Linked DNA regions of Zea mays: regions 1 and 3 are each linked to region 2. The links are chromatin contacts, called in public Hi-C maps. All regions are on one chromosome and are shown on one strand. Each heading gives the region's core, a stretch centred on a gene start, on an enhancer-like site or on the middle of the called end of the contact. The rest is flanking DNA. Distances are from core to core; before and after follow the strand shown.

Region 1 (4,693 bases), core at 610-3,109, 130 kb before region 2:
CCTATATGACAAGTGACCCACCTGACCCCCAAAATTAAAAACGAGCACCTTAGCATTCTCCTCAATTCCTAGTTCCTTCCTCACCTAATAGATCACAACTGAAACATGTGAATAAGGAACAAAGAATTTTGTCAAGGCAGAATACCGTTCTCCAGCAGAATACAAACCTCAGATCTAGATTTGCGTAATCCTCTAACCACAAGAGGCACATCAATGACGTTGCGAAAAGCCGGCACTATGGAATGAAATAATACTCTATTTTCATGATAACTGAGAAACAGGGAACACAATTTTTAAGGAAAAAAGAGTAACCAAATATAGTTGAGTATACTTGGGCCATATCCAGGTAGTCGAAGTAATATGTCACAATGGGAGTAATCCTCTGCTATCTGTATATTTAGATATATAATTCATTAAATGGTTACTGAAAAAAGTAAAGTATACATTGCCATAATATGTACTGTACTAAGGAAGACATATTGTGGTGAGTCAGGGCATACTTGCAAATGATCTATGGATCAGTATTTAGGTAATTCCATAAAAGGGAAACTTATGATCCTGACATGGTAAAAATTTAATACCTGCCACACAATAGATCGGTGATGATATCCAGCCTCCATGATGTATTCAGCATATATGAAGTCCCAACTGCAAAATGCAAACAGTCATACAAAAGGTAAACTACAGAGCGGAAGTCCCTAATGCAATCAGACAAAATGCAAACAGTATGGTGAAGCATACCTAAAATTCCCAATGCATACAGAGCGGACACCCAGATCTGAAGCCACCTTGCACACAATAGGAACAACATCCGAGACCTGTCCCAAAAGCACATCACATCCCAGTTCACTTTGGAGTTCAGACATTGCCCACACATGATGCCTACATCCATCAGTTGAACACTGACTGAATGTCTGATCACAGAACAGCAGTGGAGACTAGAGAGAGTACCACAAGGTCTGCCTTGATGGAGCTAAGCCACTCAGCCTCGGCCCTGAGGATGAACTCGCGGGGTAACACTGCCGCCTCACGGTACTGCATTTCGTAACCGGAGCATCAGGCGGCAGCCATCACGAGTCACGACACGGGAACGATGAGAGATCAAAGATCGTGAGAGGCGAAGAGCCGAGGATACCTTATCCAGCGTGGCGAGAGGGTCGACGGTGAGGGCATCTGCCTGGACGGCGCCGCAGTCGAGGATAACCCTGCGGATGCGGAGGCGCGGGGACCGCACCTCGGCGGTGAAGACGAACTCCGGCACGGCCGTCGCCACGTGCACCTCGTGCCCGTCCGCGATCAGGTGCCGCACCACCTACGATCCACGGAGCCACGCCACACAAATGCAGGCAAAATTTTCGGAGGTGAGACCTTGGACGGGAAATGAACGAGCACGAGTAGTTGGGGGTGCTGGTAGCCGGAACAATGCCCGAAGCGAGACGGCGGGAGGGACTGGCTGACTGACCTCGATGGCGCGGGTGGCGTGGCCGAAGCCATGGCCGGTGAGGTAGAAGGCGAATACCAGGCTACGCGGCGCCGGGGAGTGGTTGGCGCCACCGGCGGGTGTCATGGCCGACGACGAGACGGAGGAGAAGCAGAGGTGGCTTGGGAAGTTGGGATCCAAGTGGAAATGGGATGATGCCGTTGATGGCGTCGCGGCGGCGGTTGCCGTGACCGTGAGTGAGTTCGGGGGACCCACCTGGCCTTGGCTGCCCCGACCCCGAGTAGTCTACCTGTCTAACTCGCAAGTCAACTACTCTCTCCACTCGAACATACTCCGGACGAGGAGAGCCGGAGAGACTGGTTGACGCGGTGGTGGGAGTAGAGATGGAAAACGGTACAAACCCACTATGTTTTGACCCGTATCCGTGAAAAATATCTATAGCCATTAAAAAACCCGTACCTATGATGAGTTTGAGATTTTGCCCAAACCCGTACCCATCGGGTTAACGGGTACTCATGGGTTACCCGCGGGTTTCATCCCCAATATACTTATCTTCTCATAATCAATAAGTATCGTAATGATTAATGATATCATGATCCAAAATCTATGTAATGAACAACGAGTTCATGATTTGGTATAAAAATATTAGTAGAGAGAATGAAATACAAATAATAAGTTGTATAATTAAGTGACCTTGCACTAAGTTATCCATCCACCACATATATAACGCTAGTAAAAACTATAATAGCAAGCAAGCAACACTCTGGTTCACTGGTACATTCACCAATTGGTAAAAATTATGAAGTAAATAAGGAATAACAAGTTTGTTGTTCGTTTATAAAATAAAATGCAATATGCACTAGGTTTGGTCGGGTTTAAAAAAACCCACGGGTTCACGGGTTTGGGTACTATAGGAACAAACCCGTACCCATAAACCCGCTGGGTACAGATTTATGCCCATTAACAAATCCATGGGTATGAAAATTGGCCCAAACCCGTACCCTAATGGGGTAAAAACCCATCGGGTTTCGAGTTTCGGGTACCCATTGCCATCTCTAGGTGGGAGAGAGGCAATATTGTCCATGAAATTGAGTGAGTAAGATATAGAGATTATTCAACAATCTGAATTATTGTTTGATTTGATGATGTGTTATATCTAGATGTAATTTATCTTGTGGATTTAGTGTATATTATGAGCGTGAGGTGATTTGGTTGGATGAATTTTGCGAAACTTAAATTGATTATAATGGTATACATTTAAAGTCGACCAAATTTATGTTCACTTTATTTTAAATTATAAAATATTCTAATTTTCTCGAAGAGTCAAAGCATCTTTGATTTAGATCTGATCAAAATAATAGAAAATATAAAAAATTATAATATAAAATAGGTATACTATAAAAATATAATAATATCTATTGGGTTGGGTATCATAATTTTATTTGATTAAACTTGATATGTTTTGACTATCTTTAAAATTAGAATGCTTTATAATTTAGGTTGGAGTGAATAGTAAAATAATATTTAAATCTATATCTATAGATTAATTTATTATGAAAGTATGTTTTACAATTAATCTAATAATATTTTTTATAATAAATCTTAGATTTGTTATATAAATATAAAAAAACTTGAAGCATTGGATTTGTCATAATGGGTATAAAACTATTTATTTATTAAAACAAACGACAATCTGCTAACCGTTTATTAATGGAAATACAAATTAGTTTTGTTATTGTTTAAATATGTGAAAAATACTATATCTTTTCCATCACTTTTCATCTTTGCAAAAAATAATGATTTGCCTATTTAGTTGATGTTCACGACTTTGACTTCTTTGACCATAGCGAAGCTAAAAGTACTTTAGTCGAGTTAGCTCACCCTAAATATTTTTAGCAAATCTCATTTATATTCACTATTTACAAAAAAGATTTGATATGTTGTGATTATTGGATCTGAACCCAGTTGTTAACGCTGATCTGGACGCTAATCACTGTGATGTGTACCAGCAGCGGTGCTCTTTGTGGAAGCGCGGACGGTCCGCGGTCGAGGGTCGGACGATCCGCGACCGAGGGTCGGACAGTTCGCGACCTGACGTAGAGGCTAGGATTTCTGCCAACGAGCCGGACGGGCCACGCCTGATGGTCGGACGGTCCATGCGTGCGTAGAGGCAATGAAGTTCGCCAACGACACCTAGATTTCACTCCCGGAATGGACCCCGTCGGGGAGGAGAGATCATAGGGTTTGTATTGGGGTCGGCAGGCCACCCAAGACGCCTCTAAACAATGTAGAGTCGGAGAGAGGTGAAGATTAGAGGAAGAAAACTATGTTACTACTAGGAAAAAAAAGTAAAGAACGGAAGATAAATTGATTGTTTGATCTATCGTTGGTGTCTCCAATCGGCCATACCCCTTAATATATATAGGGGGAGGTATGGACCCATTCATAGGCATTTTCCAAAAGAAACCGTAGATTTAAAGGGATAAACTCGCACGGAAAAGAGATTAGTTACGTCTGATTCGATCTATTTGCGGACCGTCTGCGCCTATGGGTGGTTCGTTCGCGCCTATGGGTTGACCGTCCAAGCATCGGGTCCTCAAGGTCGGACCGTCCGACCATGCCCAGTGCCACAAATGGTGCTCAATACATGTCCCCTACCTTTTGGAGAAGCTGAACGAACCAAAAGCACTGGTGCAGGCTGGAATCAACTCGATGTGACCACATCAATTCTCTTAAGCATCTTGCCACATACTATGATGATATTGCTCCAGGAAACACCCGTTTAGTACCTTGGGTAAGTCCTCACCTTATAATTTTTGCAACATGTAGGTGTTACCAGATATTACCTGTGTGATCTTGTAAGGGCCTTCCCAGCTTGGCGACCATTTCCCGAACTTCAGGTCTCTGCCCCTCAGTGGCAAGATGGTCTTCCATACCAGGTCTCCTACCTAAAATGACTTAGCCTTAACCTTTTTGTTGTAAGTTTTGGCGTCCATGATCTTGTCCTTATCTATCTCACCCAGAGTTATCAATCTCTTGTTGGTCACTTCATCAATATTGCACATGAAAGGGAATTAGGCTTACACCTACTTCCTAATTGATTTTGGTGGTTGAATTGCCCAACACAAATAATTGGACTAACTAGTTTGCTCTAGTATATAAGTTATATAGGTGCCAAAGGTTCACACTTAGCCAATAAAAAGACCAAGAATTGGGTTCAACAAAGAGAGCAAGGGATAACCGAAGGCAGCC
Region 2 (4,403 bases), core at 192-2,691:
CAAAAAAGCATGGTTATCTCGTGCAGTGCTGCACATCTCACAGATATCTGTGGAAACTGAATTATCATAGGTGCAGGTTGGGCATCTCCAAAAACCTCGAGGGCTATCTCTTGCTGATATGCGGCGCCCAACCCTGCCCCGACCTGTTACGCGGCCCTGTGAACGGGCAGACCGTAGAAGATTCTGAGCGAACCTCACTGGCCAGGTCACAACATTGGCAACGCTTGAGATCAAAAGAGTGATCGGATCTGGCCCATTGGATGCACGCTTCAGCCAAAGGTAAACCAGTCCAGCAAGTATCCCACCAAGATGGCCAAGAAAGGATGTCCCAGGAATAAAAACCTGGATGAGGATCAACTCCGCCCAGGCAGCGTATTTCGCTGGAATAACCATCCCGTGCAGATACACGAAATCGTCTGACCAGGCGTTCAGCACAACCTTCATGGCAAACAGAACACCAGAGAATCCAACGGCATGCTGATCATAGTACATGGTATCGTCACCGAGCAAGAGTAAGCCTCTGGACAGGAGCAGCGTGATACCCTGCGACAGGCCAAGCAGCACCGCGACCATGGAAGCAAACTCGGCACTACCCATTGATGTCTCGAGATGAATGCCCTTCCACAGCAGCGACGTCATGTTGTAGAAGAGGTGACTTTCACTCAAGTGGTAGAAGGGTGACAGGAAAAAGCGCGTCAAGTCGCCATACTGCAAAAATGTTCACCATAATCAGTCTTGGTGCCAGGAACTGAATACATGTGCGGTTGGGAGATTAAGTCGCGATACTGCAAGACTGTTCATCATAATCAGGCTTGGGACTTAAATTGAAAACAGAGCTATTCGTGTCCTCACTGGAACTGAAAATTCGACTTCGGGTATGAATTTGCAGGGTAAATTTCACATAAAAAATAAAAAAGAAAGGCAATCTCGTTAAATTCCGCAGCGAAAGGAAAGGAAAGGCAATTTCGTAAGCACTGGTCACGTCTGTGTTAAAAAAGGTCAGGCACCTCGATGATGAGCTGAGGGTTGAAGGAGACGCGCGCGAGCGAGGGCAGGACCCCGTCGAGCGCGCCGGGGCGGAGGTAGACGAGTGAGTTGGCGGCGAGCAGCGCGGCCGTGACGGGCGGGCGGGAGGCCCCCGCGCGGCCGTACTCGATGAGCACCTGCAGAGCCAGCAGGGGCAGCATCCCCCGCGACGCCTCCAGGCCGAAGCGGCGCCGCCGGGCGCTGCTCATGCCGGACCCCATCTCCGGAACGGCGGAACCGAAGCCGCGGCTGAACTGCCGGCTTCCTATCGCCTTGCGGGGCCGGGGCTTGCGGTTGCGGCAAGGGAAGCCGGATGGAGCATGGACCGGCGGGGACGCAATCGAAGCTTCCAAACACTCTCCCTCTGGGCTCAATGGGCCTCGGCTCAACGCCAGGCCCAGGCAGGCACTCGGTCTCCCCGCTGGACTCGGTCCGAGATACACGGGCTAAAACCACATGGGCCGTGGCCTAGAAACGGAGAAGCCGGAAGCGGAGGCGTCCGTCTGGCGTCTACGGTGAGATATTTGGAAAAATACACAAGACGTGGCTTAGCCGAAATGCCCATCGAACCGTTAATTCGTCAGAATACCCACATGAATATAAGAATATTGTTGCAATGTCCAGATGACTCTTTTAAGGCATGTTACAAGTAAAGTATTTTAAATAATATTATGGGTTTAAAATATGATGACACAACCATAATATTTTTTACACATTTAAAACCAATGGTGGATCCTGTGGTCTTGGGGCTTCAGCCCCCTGTGCCTGCATACACATTAGAGTTAGGAAGGGAGAATACAGCGAAGGAGGAAGGAGGGAGAATACAGTGTCCGGTGCGTTAAAAATTAGCACACTCAGTTTCTTTGCTCTATTTTTGAATGAGTCATTAACTTGATTTCTTTCTTGGCTTGTGTCGAACCTAATGCACCTATAATATATAATATCTATACAAACTAGTTAGTCCACGTGTTTGTGTTGGTCATCAACCACTAAAATTAATTATAAGAAATGGTTAACCCTATTTTCCTTTCACCAATTACACTTAACAAATAGATATTATAATATTGTTCAATATCTTAGTATTACCTTAAAACTCTAACAATATTTTACTTCCAAACACCCTCTTACCCTTCTCGGTTTTTTCCGTGCCTTTTCATTTCCATCGATCCTCGTATCTCTCCCGTCCACTAGCGGAGGGCGCTCATCCCGTCCTTCCTGTGGCCGGAGCACATACCTAGGGCTGGACGAAATACTCGTGGCTCGCTGGCTCGCTCGGTTCGTGGTCAGCTCGGCTCGGCTCGGATCGGCTCGTTTGAATTTTTTCACGAGCTGAGCTAACATCCTAGCTCGGTTCGTTAATGAGCCAGCTCGGTTCGTTAATGAGCCAGCTCGCGAGCTAAACGAGCTACCATATTCCAGCAAAACGAAACTATATGCATATCATTTACAAAATAATTGATGAACATGTTATATATATGTGAGGTGTTTATGGCCTATGAATTAAACTAATGATTAATGAACTATGTCTATGTGTTAATTTGGTTTATGCAAATATAATTATGGGTTAAACTGATGAGCATGTATGTGAATTGTGAATTAATGAGTGATGAATTGTGCTAATTTGGTGTTATATTGACGTGGTTTGTGAAACTATGAGTATAATTATTATTTTCTATTGTTAAATTAGTTTGAAATTAACTAAAAAATAATTATTATGTACATTTTATTTTTTTCTGCTCTGGCTCGCGAGCTAAACGAGCCAGCTCGAGCTCGTAAACGAGCCGAGCCGAGCTGACTCTGTGGCTCGTTACCTTAACGAGCCGAGCCGAGCTGGCTCGTTAGCTTAACGAGCCAGCTCGAACTCGGACGAGCCGAGCCGAGCTGGCTCGTTATCCACCCCTACACATACCGCGGCTGACGTGCATCCCTATTCCTCCCTGCATTCATGTCACCTCCACCTCCAGATAACCTGGTGTCCGAATCCTATCAAGCTAGGTTAGTAGTGTTTCGAGACGACAATGGCGTTAATCCCTGATTTTCATCCTTGTTGTTGAGCACCATATTTAGCACCTAAAAAGGCCGAACGGTCTAGCCATGTAGTCTGAATTGTTCTTGTCCCGGATGGTCCACGGGTGTCACATCCGAAATTAAGGGCAAATCCGGATGCATCTTATATGTGCGTCAGAATCGAGTTCCACACATACAATGACTCAGTGTATATAGACAAATGTCATCCTCTTTATTATAACGAGAATGTCTTATAAATAACTGATAATAAAATAAATCGAACTAAGATAATTATCTCCACTCACAGTTGACTGGGAGACGATGTCTAGATCTCATCGAACTCATCGTAATAGTCCTCCTCTGGTGGTACTTGCTCTTGACCTAGTGTGGTTATAACAAGGATGAGCTCTCATAGGTCATCGCTCAGCAAATGTGGGAAACAATGTAATGTAAGGCTAACCAAGAAAGATGGTTAAGGTTGAACATTGCTTTTAACATTGTTGGTCAAAATTTTATTAGCAATTACTAAGTATAAGTGCATATTAACCTAATAATATAATTGATCACAAATAAGTAAATACCCACAATGCAATGTATGATAGATTAAGTTTAATTCCATAATTTACTCATGTGAGAGGCCCAAGCCCCTCATGACCGTGAGCACGACTCATATACCAGTTTTACACATTACTTGCACATCTTTACCCACGAGCCGTGATCCCCCTTTTGCCCCGGGTTGCGCAGACTCTTAAACACTACTAAGGTGAGTAGGCAAGGGCTCACTACGTTGCTTTTACAAATTTCACTTGTATGAGAAAATCCGCTACGGTTTCAGGCAAAAGGAACATAGGCCTTTTTCCACGATCTGTAACCCCATCGCAGTAATTACAGCCAACACTATGTTTTCGCGATTACTCCATGCTTGCCCCTTTTAGGAAAGGATCATCTCACACTAGATTTTCTAATTAATCGGCCAAGGGCGTCACATTCCACTCTTGTGGTAGCACTGTTGTCTCGTGTTAGCGCTCCATGTTCTAATTAAACACTGTGATCTTATTATGCACAATAATAAATAATACAATAATATATCATAATAAAATATTATCATAATCCATAAATATCATTAACACAAAAACCTATAGAGTAATAGCAAACTACCCAATAATTCATTTGTATGCATGGTGTAGGGTAAACAAAACTAGATAACCTATTAGGTATCATCATGTTAACCTAACTATGTTATGGTGATTAACAGAATCATGATCATTATTAGGTCAAAGAATGTGATTAATGACACAACTTGCCTTCTGTGAGCTCCTGCTCAGAATCTTCAACATGCTGAACTTCAGGTTCTTCGGTCATATGCTCGC
Region 3 (4,212 bases), core at 919-3,418, 190 kb before region 2:
GGCCCTGTCATCTGTCAAGACCCCAAAGGGCCCCGTTATTTCGAATTAAGATATTCCTATGCACAGCATCAAAGCAGGAATTGGCAACTAGAAAGCATTTTTAAAAAAGTCGCGGCACATGGACAAGTCAGACCATACGGGAAAAAAATTTACAAAAAAAATATGGCAAAAGAGGCAGCCAATGAGGAGGAAGGAGCCGCCGTGAATGATGAATCGCAGCACGGGTAAGGCGGGCAGGCTCCGAGAAAGGGGAGGTGGGTGGGTTCACCTGCTCGCTGTGGCCTTGGGGGAAGTAGACGACGAGGCTGCCCGCCGGCGGCAGCGACACCAGAGGCCCCGCGCAGGCGTGCCAGAGCTCCGAGTTGATCGGCGGCGCCTTCTTCTCCCCTGCGCGCGCACACACACGCACGGTCGCATCATCAGCAATAACAAAGACAAGGGAGCTACTTTTGCTCTCCCCCTAATTCCGCCGGAGGCACGGAGACCGCCGCGGCTGCCGTTGCAGCTCGCGCTGGCGCATGCCCTCTCAAGGATCAACGCGTCACGAAGAAAGGAAGAAGCATACTGCTACTCAAGAACCGCCAGACGGGAGCTCGTGGGGGGGAACACGGAGGAGCATAAATGCAGAATAATCATGCACTTCTCCGCGCCAGTGGCCGGCGACGACCGCGACGGCGAGGTCAGCGGCGTCTTTTTTTCTCTCTCCTTTGTGAACAGAAGAAAAAACCCACCGCAAATCTCCAGAAATCACAGAAGCCGAAGAAGAACGCTTTGGGAAAGAAAAAAACCGCGGCCAGAAGTCCAGCCGGGAAAACAAAAGGGGCTTTCCGATCCCACCCACCACGAAGAATAGCTCGATATAAAGCCAAGATGACACTATTCCATTCCCGCCAGGCTGCCATCAACAAGCGCTGCATACCTTCACATGCGCTGGGCGGCGGCGCTGCCGCCGGAGCAGGCGCCGGCGGCGCCTGCTGCTGCTGCTGCTTGATCATCTCCCTCCGCGTCCCGGACCGTCGGCTAGCCAACCAAGCGCTCGATGGAGAGAGAGAGAGGGGGAGGGAGAGGTCGGCTAGCTAGCGGGCCCCGCGCATGGGCGGCGCCGGAGCAGGCGAGCAGGCCCGTGCGCCCGTCCCACGCGGCCGCGCGTGTCCCCTCCGACACGGGAGGGACAGGGGTGGAAGCGGGCGCGAGAAGGCAGGCAGGGGGGCGGGCCGAGGGAGGGAGGGAGGCAGACCAACACGATGATACACGCACGGAGACCAAAGGCTTGTTTGTCTCTAGACCACCACCACAGCAGGGCAGGGCGGCTTCTCTAGCTAGAGCGTGGGCATGCGTGTTGTAGGGGAGATGTGCCTGTGCGTGCTGGTGCGTTGCTCTGCTTCTGCGGGCCTCGCCTCGGGGAAGTAAAAGTTTTTGTGTCTGGCCGGGGAGAGAGAAGAGAAAGTGAGAGAGAGAGGGGGACGGCCGGAGGCGTAGAGGTCAGGCGGGCATCTCCCGATGTGCGCGTGTGGGGCCACCCGGGGTGTTCCGTTTTCTCCCACCCTAGAGCCCAGCCCCTACAAGGACCAGGTGGGTGGGTGATTAGAGGAGCATTTCGACGGGAACCCGGGGGTGCATCTGTTTGTAGTTTGGACACTCACCAGCTCCATCATGGACGCTACCTCTTGCCCATGTGCTAACCCACACCCACCGGGTTAAACAAATGTCATGGGAGGAGAGCAAATAATATGCTAAGGAGCATGGTTGCCTTGGCCGACCATCCGTATCCTGTTGCTGGAGGAGAGAGAGAGAGAGTACGTATATTCGAAGATTAATGTAATTTATCTTTGTTCGGCGCCATAGACCGTTAGTGGTATTTGTATAAACTTGATTACTTGTAGAACTGTTTGGAAAAAAACTCAAAATACGTGATACTTGTGTCTTCTTCTTTTTTAGATTAGACGCGGGTCTATCGTCAGGCCGAGCATCGTCCGCTGGGCCGAGCGTAGTTGATCAGCCCGCAAAGGAATCCGGGCGACCTGCCAAGAGGCAAGCGTCCGATGTGGCACTACGGGCGGAATGGCGTCGATGGCGTCGATGGCACGTATAGTAGGCGTCCGTCCGTCCCCGCGCGGCCGAAGAGGCGGAGAGGGGAGAGGGAGGAGGAGAGGCAAGGCCTCGTTTTGCTCGTGGTCGTGGGTGATGACGAAGCGCACGCTATATACTCGCTCGTGTTTCTCCGGCGGCCTCTTGGCTCTTTTTTTTTTTTTTTTGCGCTTTCGCTCTCTGGAGTGCTGCGGACGCGCCGTGCTCACGGCATTTTTCGCTCCAGTCATTTTTACGCTTCATTTGGATTGGACCCCCGTGGCAGTCGTGTTTCAAACCCAGACAGGGCCGGCGGGCCCCCGACCCACCCGGACGCGGGAAACACGTTCCTCCAACTGCGGAGGGACGGGCCCTGTGCGGATGGATGAGCAGCAGCAGCAGTAGAAACCCAAACCCTGGCGCGTTTCGGGGGAGCACTGTCTGTGCACGGCGTGGTGTTGTGTTGTCATCTTTCCCTACTCGTCGTCGTCATGTTGCCCCCTGTGCCCCGCCCCGAAACGCGCGTCGGTGGGTTTGACTTGACCGCGCCCGACCCGGGTTGCGAGGCCTGCCGTCTGTCTGTCTGTCGGGTTCCACCACCCTTTTTCTCCCAGCCAGTCCTCCCCTGCCAAACAAACTGGATGGGATGGGATGGAATCGCACCCGTCACGCTCGGCTCGCAGGCTGCATGCATGCTGTGCCACCCCAACGGAACTACGAGAGCCATCATCCATGGACCAGACCAGAACACATCAGTCGGCGTGCCTGCAATGCAAATATTATCAGGATAGCCAAACGCGCGCGCGCAGACGCAGGCACAGGCCATGCATATGCGTGCACATGTGCACGCGGGCAACGCGGCTGACTTGTGTTCCGGCCGCTCCTGTGCGTGCATGCAAATGCATTCCCCGCGCTCAAATGCGTGGTGTAGCATGCAGTTGTGCGCATAGCAGGATGTGATTTCAAACCCTAAATCATCTACCAATAATTATACTCCTTACGGCGCCGAAGCGCTAATACTATTCCGACGCCCTTTTTTTAGTTCCGGTTCCGGCGCCTTTTCCTTTTTATTCCCACGCCTCGATACGTGTACAATGATATATAATATTCTCGTCGCCGTTCCATCACCATGGACCGAAACCGAAAGCAAAGCCTTTTTACTTCCCCCTAGCGAGTTTGTATATTGAAAAAGGTGCAGCGCAGGTACAGGCACGGTGTAAACTGCCGCAAACGAAAAAGGAGAGGCGTAGATTCCCGGACCTGCCCTCCGGAGACGGGAGATCCCTCCCTATCTTTTTGCTGGCCAGGGTACCGCCCCCGCCCCTTTTCTTGAAAACTTTATTTACTCGACAAAAGGCAAGTGACAAGTTAGCTTTCGGCCCCCCCTTTTTTTTGCTAAGTGTTCAAATCCGTCTTTCATTTTTTTTATAAGCGGTAATGGTTTGTATACTGGTATATATACGTCATACATTGATTTGTTAAACTTTGAATACGTTCGTTGGCTTGGCTCCGGCCTCGGCGTGCTGGAAGCCTGCAACTGCAAGTACCCTACTACCGTTTTGGCACCACGACGGCCGGGTTTTCAGCTGCCAATCCTGGCTGTGCTGTGCTGTGCGTACGGTGGCACCGAATATATGACGTGGGGCTGGCGTGCCAACGTGACATGACAGTGGGCTCCGGCCTCCGGGACGGCAGCGAGCCAAAGGACGTCGGACGATGCGACGGAGGCGAGCGTGACGCGCAAGAGGACAAAAAAAAGGAGAAGAGCAGAGCAGACACCGGCACCGGCACCGGCACCGGCACCAGCACCAGGCAGGGTGATGATGCATGGAAGTGAAGCCGGGCCAGGCCTCTACCAGCTGCAGCTAGGCCGCCGTTGCCGGAGGGACAAGACATGGCATGGCATCTGAGTATCCGACTCAAGGAAGAATCTGCTCCGAGCTCGCGCAGCCCATCGTGTGGCTTCTGGCGCATCTTGTTTCGGGCAAGGCATCCTCTTCCCTTACACGAGTACCACCGCGCAGCGTCCCTTTGCTCCTTGCATGCACTGTAACTTTGCTCCTTGCATGCACTAGCCACTAGTACTATATTTTCATGTATGACAAGATAATACTCCCTCCGTTTCTTTTTATTTGTCGCTGGATA

The links. A called contact is a pair of places that touch in the nucleus more often than the background predicts.
Region 1: a Hi-C map of endosperm shows a contact between it and region 2, with 4 times the contacts expected there. The contact joins the promoter of LOC103626414 here to the promoter of LOC103626412 in region 2. A contact is called at or near these places in 6 of 25 Hi-C or Micro-C datasets (ear, endosperm, leaf and 1 more).
Region 3: a Hi-C map of tassel shows a contact between it and region 2, with 1.9 times the contacts expected there. The contact joins the promoter of LOC103626415 here to the promoter of LOC103626412 in region 2. A contact is called at or near these places in 5 of 25 Hi-C or Micro-C datasets (ear, endosperm, leaf and 1 more).

What each region holds. Positions count from the first base shown.
Region 1 is chr5:59,232,738-59,237,430 of Zm-B73-REFERENCE-NAM-5.0, reverse strand. It overlaps LOC103626414 (L-arabinokinase), which reads right to left and starts at 1,859. Exons shown (of 28, transcript XM_008646821.2): 1 at 1,463-1,859; 2 at 1,136-1,312; 3 at 952-1,035; 4 at 742-818; 5 at 582-648; 6 at 332-389; 7 at 168-235; 8 at 22-84. The coding sequence starts at 1,567.
Region 2 is chr5:59,101,297-59,105,699 of Zm-B73-REFERENCE-NAM-5.0, reverse strand. It overlaps LOC103626412 (Rhomboid-like protein 14 mitochondrial), which reads right to left and starts at 1,441. Exons shown (of 2, transcript XM_008646820.4): 1 at 1,008-1,441; 2 at 1-708. The coding sequence starts at 1,247.
Region 3 is chr5:59,292,026-59,296,237 of Zm-B73-REFERENCE-NAM-5.0, reverse strand. It overlaps LOC103626415 (auxin response factor 19), which reads right to left and starts at 2,168. Exons shown (of 14, transcript XM_008646822.3): 1 at 920-2,168; 2 at 269-387. The coding sequence starts at 995.